Regions from separate parts of the Mus musculus genome. Here region 1 is linked to region 2. A link is a contact called in public HiChIP or PLAC-seq data. All regions are on one chromosome and are shown on one strand. The core of a region is the stretch at or near the end of the contact, and the rest is flanking DNA. Distances in the headings are between cores, read along the strand shown.

What was found. HiChIP or PLAC-seq counts read pairs in DNA pulled down with a chosen protein or histone mark.
Region 1: an H3K27ac HiChIP or PLAC-seq map of embryonic fibroblasts shows a contact between it and region 2, with 3 times the contacts expected there. The contact joins two enhancer-like sites. A contact is called at or near these places in 7 of 484 Hi-C or Micro-C datasets (the HL-1 cell line, conventional dendritic cells, embryonic stem cells and 2 more), 4 of 115 datasets of contacts at active chromatin or transcription factors (embryonic fibroblasts, embryonic stem cells and intestinal villus epithelium) and 4 of 9 other capture datasets (adipose tissue, embryonic stem cells, liver and 1 more).

Annotation. Positions count from the first base shown.
Region 1 is chr12:111,351,296-111,355,404 of GRCm38.p6, reverse strand. All of the region lies in intron 1 of Cdc42bpb (CDC42 binding protein kinase beta), which reads left to right. Among named protein-coding and RNA genes, the nearest start is that of Cdc42bpb, 24 kb to the left of the region's middle. Within about 2 kb of position 1,799, at least 158 of the 459 cell types and tissues checked have an H3K27ac peak or open chromatin away from gene starts, as enhancers often do. A contact at or near this core is called in embryonic fibroblasts, where this site is marked.
Region 2 is chr12:111,301,440-111,305,895 of GRCm38.p6, reverse strand. Cdc42bpb (CDC42 binding protein kinase beta) reads left to right here. Exons shown (of 37, transcript NM_183016.2): 25 at 94-230; 26 at 785-924; 27 at 1,985-2,066; 28 at 3,666-3,882; 29 at 4,024-4,086. Among named protein-coding and RNA genes, the nearest start is that of A230087F16Rik, 19 kb to the right of the region's middle. Within about 2 kb of position 2,660, at least 25 of the 459 cell types and tissues checked have an H3K27ac peak or open chromatin away from gene starts, as enhancers often do. A contact at or near this core is called in embryonic fibroblasts, where this site is marked.

The DNA of each region.
Region 1 (4,109 bases), core at 550-3,049, 50 kb before region 2:
CTTCAGGTGTGGACCCCCTGAGAAGAGAGATCGTTCAGGGTAGAGCATCCTAACTTCTAAGCTCAGTTGCTCCCAGTAGACAGTCTCTGTTACTAAGTCTGCCTACCTTCTCCAGCAGATGCCGCAGGCGTGAGAGCTTTGTCAGCTTGACACAACTGAAGTCATCTAGGAAGAAGCAACCTCAGTTGAGAAAATGTCAGCATCAGCTTAGCCTGTAGGCGAGGCCGTGGGGTGCAATTTCTTTATTGTTTGTTTGTTTGAGACAGGATTTCTCTGTGTATCTCTGGCTGTCCTGGAACTCACTTTGTAGACCAGGCTGGCCTTGAATTTAGAAATCCACCTGCTTCTGCCTCCCAAGTGCTGGGATTAAAGGCATGTGCCACCACCACCCGGTGGGGTGCAACTTCTTGATTAGTGATTGATATGGGATGGTTCAGCCCACTCCGGATAGGGCCGACCCTGCTCGGGTGGTCTTGTGCTATACAGGAAAGCAGGCCGAGTGAGGCATGGAGCTAAGTCAGTAAGCAGCACCCTCCATGGCCTCTGCTTCAGTCCCTGCCTCCAGGTTCCTGCCTTGGGTTCCTGCTCTGACTTCCCCTGGTGATGGACTGTGACCTTCTCGGGTGGTTTTGGTCATGGTGTTTATCACAGCAATAGAAACCAGACTGGGGTTGCCGAGGAACCCACTTTGACAACCTCTGTCCGTACAGAGCAGATACTTCCAGAACATGCTAACCTCTCCGCATTCCAGTATTCTCCACCCTCTTCAGCCACTTGCTAACAGGCACTTATCTTTCCGGGGTGAGGTTTGGTTTGTTGCTTTTTTTTTTGCATTCATTCTGTGTGTGTCTGTCTGTGTGTGTCCCCATGTGTGCATGCATGCATGCATGTGTGTTTAAGAAGGGCACATGTGGAGGTCAGCGGACAACTTGTGGGAGTTGGTTTTTTTTTCCTTCCGTGTGTTTCAGGGATTGAACCTGAAGTCAGTCAGGTTTGGCAGCACTTTTAGCTACTTGTTTACCTACTTGTTTGCCTTTTGAGACAGTCCCTTGGCCGAGTTTAGGCTGGCCTGGAACTCACTGTGTGGCCCAGACTGGCTTTGAAGCCTCAGTCCTCTTGCGTCAGCTCCCAGGTTTTAAGCTTACAGGTGTGTACCTCCACGCCTGTCTCAGCCCTCACTCTTTAATTCTGATTTCCTGTCTCTTAAATCTAGGATGTACATAAATATGATACATCCAAGAGCTTGTGGAAGAGATGGCCTGGAAACTAGAGAGTGCAGTGGCCATAATTTCTCACTCCGTCACCTGCTGTACACTCACTTTTCACTTTAATGATTTGGGGAGAGAGGCACTACTGGGGACAGAACCCAGGGCTGCGTGCAGCTGGGCAAGGCTCTGGACTGTGCCAGCCCTGGAATTTTTAAAATGAATGTTTTTGTTCACAGCAGCAGGGGAGCTGGCTCTATTGCAGGGTTACTCGTGACAGCAGAGGATCTTCTCTTCACTGAAGGACTCCCACAGGACAGCGCTGCATGTGGCTGGGATCACAGCCCCATGGAGTATTCAAGTGCCGTGCACCATCCTCAGGCAGGAGGTCAGACACTGACGTGATGTGCAACAGTGAGGTGGTTGCGGGCTTGTTTCCATGGTAACAACAGCTTCCACCACATTGAAAAGAATGGAGAAAGGCACCTGACAAAGAGGGCGTGTCGGGAGTGAAGGGCAGCAGGGCAGCCCCAAGTGGGCCTGGAAAGTAGGTGTGACCGGCTTCATCCGGGCATAGGCGGCGTGACGGTACACTGCTGGAATGAAGGCTGGTGTTGACTCAGCACAGCCTTCCCACCCCAGTGGACTTTCACTGCCCAAGCTTGTAGCTGGCTTGGCTTCTGACTCACTGTTAAAAAGCTTCCTCCTCACTCTGCAGCTGCGCGCTGAGCATAATTCAAAGGCATCGTTTGCTGACCCGCCGGGAGTGCCTCGGGTCCACAGGTCCCCGTCAGTCTCACTTAGGGACACCACTGGGACTTGTTGGAAGAGTCGAGTCCGTTTTTCTCCAGGTCCTGGTTCATGACGGGGGTCTGCAACTGCCTGCCTGTGACGTAGACCGCTGTCACTTCACAAATACCTAGTTACCTGTACAAGTGAGTGTGGCTCTGTAATTTGAGCACATATTTCAGAACCCTTAGCGTGAGTGTTAACCTTTGTGCTCTCACTAGGAGCCACGGTGTGTCAGGCAGCCACGCGTTCTCCTGACGGGTGAGGAGAAGCACAGAGCCTTCCTTCAGGTGGAGTTGACTTGTGTCTTGTGTGTTCCATGTCCCAGCTACGTCAGTTGCCTTCAGGGTCCCTGTTTCTCTGTGATTACCCTCTATTTACACTAGATCCTGAAGACCACTTCATTTGCACACATGATGCTGCTGACATAGAGCTACAGAGACCGAAGAGTTGAGAGACTTGCAAAAAGACTTAGGCCTAAGCTGGGTGTGGTGACGCATGCCTTTAGTACCAGCACTCTAGAGGCAGAGGCAGTTGGATCTCTTAAGTTGGAGGCCAGCCTGGTCTACAGAGCAAGTTCCAAGACAGCCAGGGCTACACAGAGAAACCTCACCTCGGGGGGAAAAAGGAAGGCTTGAGTCCAGAGGCTGAGGCCGGGTTGATAGCTGATGGCCGGCATTGTGAGCTGCTGCGTGGGAAAGGGAAGCCTAAACGCCTGCCATCTGCCGGCAGCTGCCTTGGCCACGGCCCTCCTTCCTCAGACTCTTTCCCTGCTAGCCCCTCTGGTCAACGTTCTAGTCTTACTTCTCCTCTTGGGAAAGGAGCGGGGGGTATAAGGCATTAGTTTCTCATTTCATGATTCTCAGTCAGAGAGCTCTTTGCCACTAGTTCTTCCTGGCAGAGTTTTCCTTTAAAGGAACACAGGGCTTCAGTTTTTCTTACAATTTGGATCTCTCTCAATAGTTTCTCTCTGTGTTTGTGTGTGTGTGTGAGTGGTGGTGGCATGTTCTTGAGGGGGTGTGGATACCCGTGTGTGAACACTCGTAGGCTGGAGGAGGACACCAGGTGTCTTCATGCTCTTTGCCTCTGCCTTTCTGCCCTGAGACAGGGTCCCTCATTTAACTGGAAGCTTGCCGACTCTTCGGCTTGGTTGGCAGTCTGGTGGTTGAGCTCCTGGAATCCGCTTGTCTCTGTTGCCTCAGCTGGGGCCCAGCAAGCAGTCCTGTCTTACTGCTGAGCCATCTTCTTAGCCATAGTAGTTATCTTGATTGATGATCCATTGCCTTTGGGTGACAGGAGAAGGTGGAGCTCTTGCATGGAGCACTTGTGTGGAGCACTTGCATGGAGCACTTGAATGCGTCTGACCTCCAGCTGTGCAGAGCAAGAAGTACAGTGGGGGGGGGGGGGCTGGTGAGATGGCTCAGTGGGTAAGAGCACCCGACTACTCTTCCAAAGGTTCTAAGTTCAAATCCCAGCAACCACATGGTGGCTCACAACCACCCATAATGAGATCTGATGCCCTCTGGTGCGCCTGAAGATAGCTACAGTGTACTTACATATAATAAATAAATAAATAAATAAATAAATAAATAAATCTTTAAAAAAAAAAAAGAAGTACAGTGGGGTCTGGAGGAATGGGAATGGTGGTGTGAGCCTTCCTTATGGAGAAGGTAAATCTCTTTTTGATGGCTTGTCATGGTGACTGGAGAAGTTAAATCTCTTTGATGTCATGGTGACAGTCAGTCCTCACAGGTTTGTGGCTGTGCTGGGCAGAAAGTGGGTAACCCATAGGAGGTAGACTTAGGCTTCACGTCCTCTTTGTGAAGGGAGGACTTAGTGTTTGGTAGTGTTCCAGGACCCCCAGAGTTGAAGACTGAGAGTGCGGGAACTGGCAGAGCCGTCATTGGTGCTACTCCAGGTTAATGGTGTGAGTGCCCACCTGGTCCGTAGCACTTCCTGTGGGTGTTTGTTGACCCAGTAGCACGGAGTGTCTAGATACTGATGGAGTGTAGAAGAGTTCCATTCCGTGTGCTTTTCAATCTCTCGTTGTGTAACTCATCTCTTGTCTCTGCTTCCTGAGTGCTGGGATCATAGTGTAGCCCCATGCCTGGCTGC
Region 2 (4,456 bases), core at 1,411-3,910:
AAATAACAAAACACCCTCTTGTGCTCTGCCCTATGCGGGGGTTTGGCTACGGGTCTTGAGCATGCTGTAAGGTGGGGCTGTCCTCTTTTTCAGTCTGTGCATTTTCCTGCCATGTGTCCTGCAAAGACAGCGCTCCCCAGGTGTGCCCCATACCTCCTGAGCAGTCCAAGAGGCCTCTTGGCGTAGACGTGCAGAGGGGCATAGGCACGGCCTACAAGGGCTACGTCAAGGTAGGAGGAGCCCACTTCTGGCTCATGGCCCCCGTGGCTCACCTTTCATCAGGTCAGCTCTGAGCGTCTGTCTTGTGGTGAGGAGCAGTCCCTTTGCTGCCTGTCACGGGGCGAGGGTCTCAGGCACAGCTGCTGCTGTAAATGGCTAAGAACCCGAGAGACCCTTTGGACATGGAGAGTCCACCTACAGCTCCCACTGGGCTTCTGGCCAAATCAGGGTTCCAAAGCCAAGTGTTGCTTGCAAACCACGGGCTCTCAGGCTCACCCATGCCCCATCCAGTCGCAGCCCCGGGATGCGGTGCAATCCTTGTTGCCTTGGGTTGCCTTCCTGTTAACAAGCTCCTCCCATTCAGGCCCGAGCCTCCCAAGCCAGGACAAGGGCTTTTCTACCACTCTGGGAAGAGGGTTGATGGGAGCGCAGTCCCTGGGGACCCAGGACAGTCAGATAGAATCAGGTGGACACAGACTGAGAGAAACGTTAAGGGTCTGGCCGTCTCCGCCTGCGCTGCCCAGCTCTGTGGCCCAGGATGAACGTGCTCACTGTTGGTCTGTAGGTCCCAAAGCCCACAGGCGTGAAGAAAGGATGGCAGAGGGCTTACGCCGTGGTCTGTGACTGCAAACTCTTCCTGTACGACCTGCCAGAAGGGAAGTCGACCCAGCCCGGTGTCGTTGCCAGTCAAGTCTTGGACCTCAGGTGTGGTTCATGTAACAAAGCACTGCCTGGTACCAAATGCTCACCACCCACCGTGGCAGGGCCTGTGTTTCCTGCTCATTTCTCTCCATGTTTCCTTGAAGAATGGTTAACAGGGGTAGGAGGAGCTGTCATGAGAATTAACCAGCTACCACGGACACACTCAGTGACACATATGCGAAGGGCCTGTGCTATTATTCTCACCTTTTGCCAAGTCAGAAAGGCTGGCATTGTAACCATCGGTAGTTGGCCTAGACTAGCCAACTATACAGGCTTAGGTCTTGGTTGGTGGTCTTTGGCTGGTTCCTTCAGAGAGCTGCAAGAGAAGTCAGAGTCACCCAGCAGTGGCAGTGTTCCATACATTCCATGTCCCCATCCCAAATGGTACCTGAGGCCCCTTGCTATGTATGATCGCTGTTCTGTTGCTCTGAAGAGACACCATGACCAGGAGCAAGTCTTAGAAAGGAAAGCATTCAGTATCCTTGCTTACAGTTTCGGATGTTTAGTCCATTGTCATCATGACTAGCAGGAGGACATGCATGGTGCAGGAACAGTAAGCCGAGAGCTACATCCTACATCCTGGTCCTGAAGCAGTGATTGGTCGGAGCCTGCTCTGGGCTTTACAGCCTCAAAGCCCACCCCCAGTGACACACTTCCTGCAGCAAGGCTACATCTTTCTAATTCTTTTAAACAGGTTCACTCCTTAGTGACTAAGCATTCAAATACATGGCCTATGGGGCCATTCTGATTCCAACACCACAGCAGCTATGTCCCCGTCTGAGCCCAAATGTCTGGGCCCCATTGAGAGTGGAGAACAGCTTGTCCCGCCTCCCCATCCTGAACTCCACACCTTCTGCTTCTTGTTTATGAGTAGTTAATGAGCCACTGCCTGATTGTACCAGGACACATCAAAAATAACTGGTGTGGAACTGGGGGACAGCGGACCGTGTGAGTCAGGCAGGGGGCTCAGTCCTCAGCATTCCCCCCATGAGACGAGTTGTGCAAATGTGGTGGCATGTCTGTGGTGCTTTCTGAGCCATGTGGTGTGTCCCTTTCTTGCCAGAGATGAGGAGTTTGCTGTGAGTTCAGTCCTGGCCTCAGATGTTATCCATGCTACACGCCGAGACATTCCGTGCATATTCAGGGTATGAGTCTCTCTGATTTTATTTCTGTCTGTTAATCATTTTAAAAGTAAATCACACTCTTAAGAGACAGTAATTCTTAAAAACAAAAACCATGGGCACAGTGGTCCACACCTTCAGTCCCAGTGTGTGGGAGCCAGGGGCAGCAGGTCTCTCTGAGTTCCAGGACATCCAGAGCTACATAGGGAGACCCTGGCCACCCACCCAAAAAAAGCAATTTTCTGAGCATTTTGCTACCCTGAATTTCCCAATGGACCCTCGCCTGCTTTATGTTCCCACCGTGCCCCAGGTGCCCCCTGCCTGGCTGCCCCTCACTGAGCAGCACGCTCTCCCCACACAGCCAGCTTCCCATGGTGCCCCTCTCTTCACCTGGTCGCCCTCCCACCCCAGCCACTGTGTCTTCACTGAAGGGACATTCCGTGGTGGGCCTGTGGGGCGCGTGTTGCTTTAGGTTCCCTCCCTGTCACCCAGACTCTTTTAAATTGATTACATTTGCTTTGTCCCTCTTCTCTGACTGGGTTGCTGTCCTCTGCTCTCCGGGCGAAGTTTCTGGAAGACATGGTCAGAGAGACACACACTGCTTCAGAGCAGACATTTTTCCCAGCCACAGAGCTGCGTCTGAGCATTGTTTGCACTGAATCACAGTGTGACTCAGAAACAGCCTTTGTATATAATCCAGAAAATCTGTGCTCAAAATGACATTCATCCTATAGCTGAGGGGTCTCCCGGGCTCCTAATGAATGGTCCTAGTGAACACTTACTGGACCCCTTCTGCCTTGGCATGCCCTGAGAGTCCTCATCTTTTTTTATTTATTATATGTGAGTACACTGTAGCTGTCTTCAGACACCAGAAGAGGGAATCAGGTCTTGTTACAGATGTTTGTGAGCCACCATGTGGTTGTTGGGATTTGAACTCAGGACCTCTGGAAGAGCAGTCAGTGCTCTTAACCACCAAGCCATCTCCATCCCAAGAGTCCACATCATAATCAGAATAAAGCTATTAACAAAAGCAAAAAAAAAAAAAAAATTGAGAGAGGGTCTCTATTGGAGCTGTTGTGGAACTTCCACAGATCCTGCCACCTCTGGCTCCTGAGTGCTGGGGTCAAAAGCATGTGCCACCAGGCAGGGCAAGAAAGCAATTTTTTGTTTGTTTTTGTTTTCTAAGTCGGGGGTTTCTCTGTGTAACAAGCTTGCCCAGACCAGCCTGGCTTTGAACTCACAGAGATCTGCCTGCCTCTGCCTCCTGAGTGCTGGGATCAAAGTTGTGTGCCACCACACCCAGCCAAGAAAGCAATTTTTAAAAGTTTTTAAAGCATTTATACAATAGTGTTGACAAGAGCAGAATTAATTGAAATCTGGCCAGGAAGGGCCGGGATGTCTATGTTTGCAGGCCTGTCCCTTCCTGTCAGCTGCCCTGCCAGCAGCCTGGCCAGTTAAAGAGATGGGTGGTCTCTGGGACAACTCAGGGACATTGACGTGAGTCTCTAGACTTACCTTGTTTGTGACCTCTGGAGCTAGGCGGTTCTAGGCGGTTCCAGCGCAGTCCCTGCTCTGACCTGGCTGGCAGCTCATGATTTTGTCTGTTTTGTTTTTCTCATGAAGGTGACGGCCTCTCTCTTAGGTTCGCCTTCTAAGACCAGCTCACTGCTCATCCTGACGGAGAACGAGAATGAAAAGAGGAAGTGGGTAGGGATCCTTGAAGGGCTGCAGGCCATCTTGCATAAGAACCGGCTGAAGAGCCAGGTAGTGCACGTCGCACAGGAGGCCTACGACAGCTCGCTGCCGCTCATCAAGGCCGTCCTGGCTGCTGCTATCGTGGGTATGTCTACGGGTCCTGAGCTGGGTGGGGGTTCGGGTTCCACGCATGCCCGTGTGGTCCCGTCCTCCTGAGCGTGTAGACAGCTTCTCCTGTGTGAAGAAGCAGGCCCTGGCTCACGGGACCCACACGTTGTTTCCCCAGATGGAGACAGGATTGCGGTCGGCCTGGAAGAAGGGCTCTACGTCATTGAGCTCACCCGAGACGGTGAGTCCTGCCTGGCTGCCTCAGAGGGTTCAGTGGGTTCATGCGAGTGCGGCATAGAGTGTGTCCTCCTTCAGGGCTGTGGAGAAGGAACATCCTGGTACATAGTCAGGGGACGTTATGAAAGTCCTAGGCAAGAAGTAGAGAAAGTTCTCGGTTGGCGTGGCAGGCACGCAGCGCATTCAAGTGCCTGGGCATCAGGAGTCTGGAGACCGTGCTAGCCTCAAACTCCGCCTCTGCCTTCGAGTGCTGGGATTAAAGGCGTGGCCCACCACACCCAGCTAATTTTTTTTTTTTTTAAAGACACACAATCCAGGTATTTTATTTGTAAGCCATAAGCCAAGTTTGGGTGGGCCTGGAACTATTCTATTTC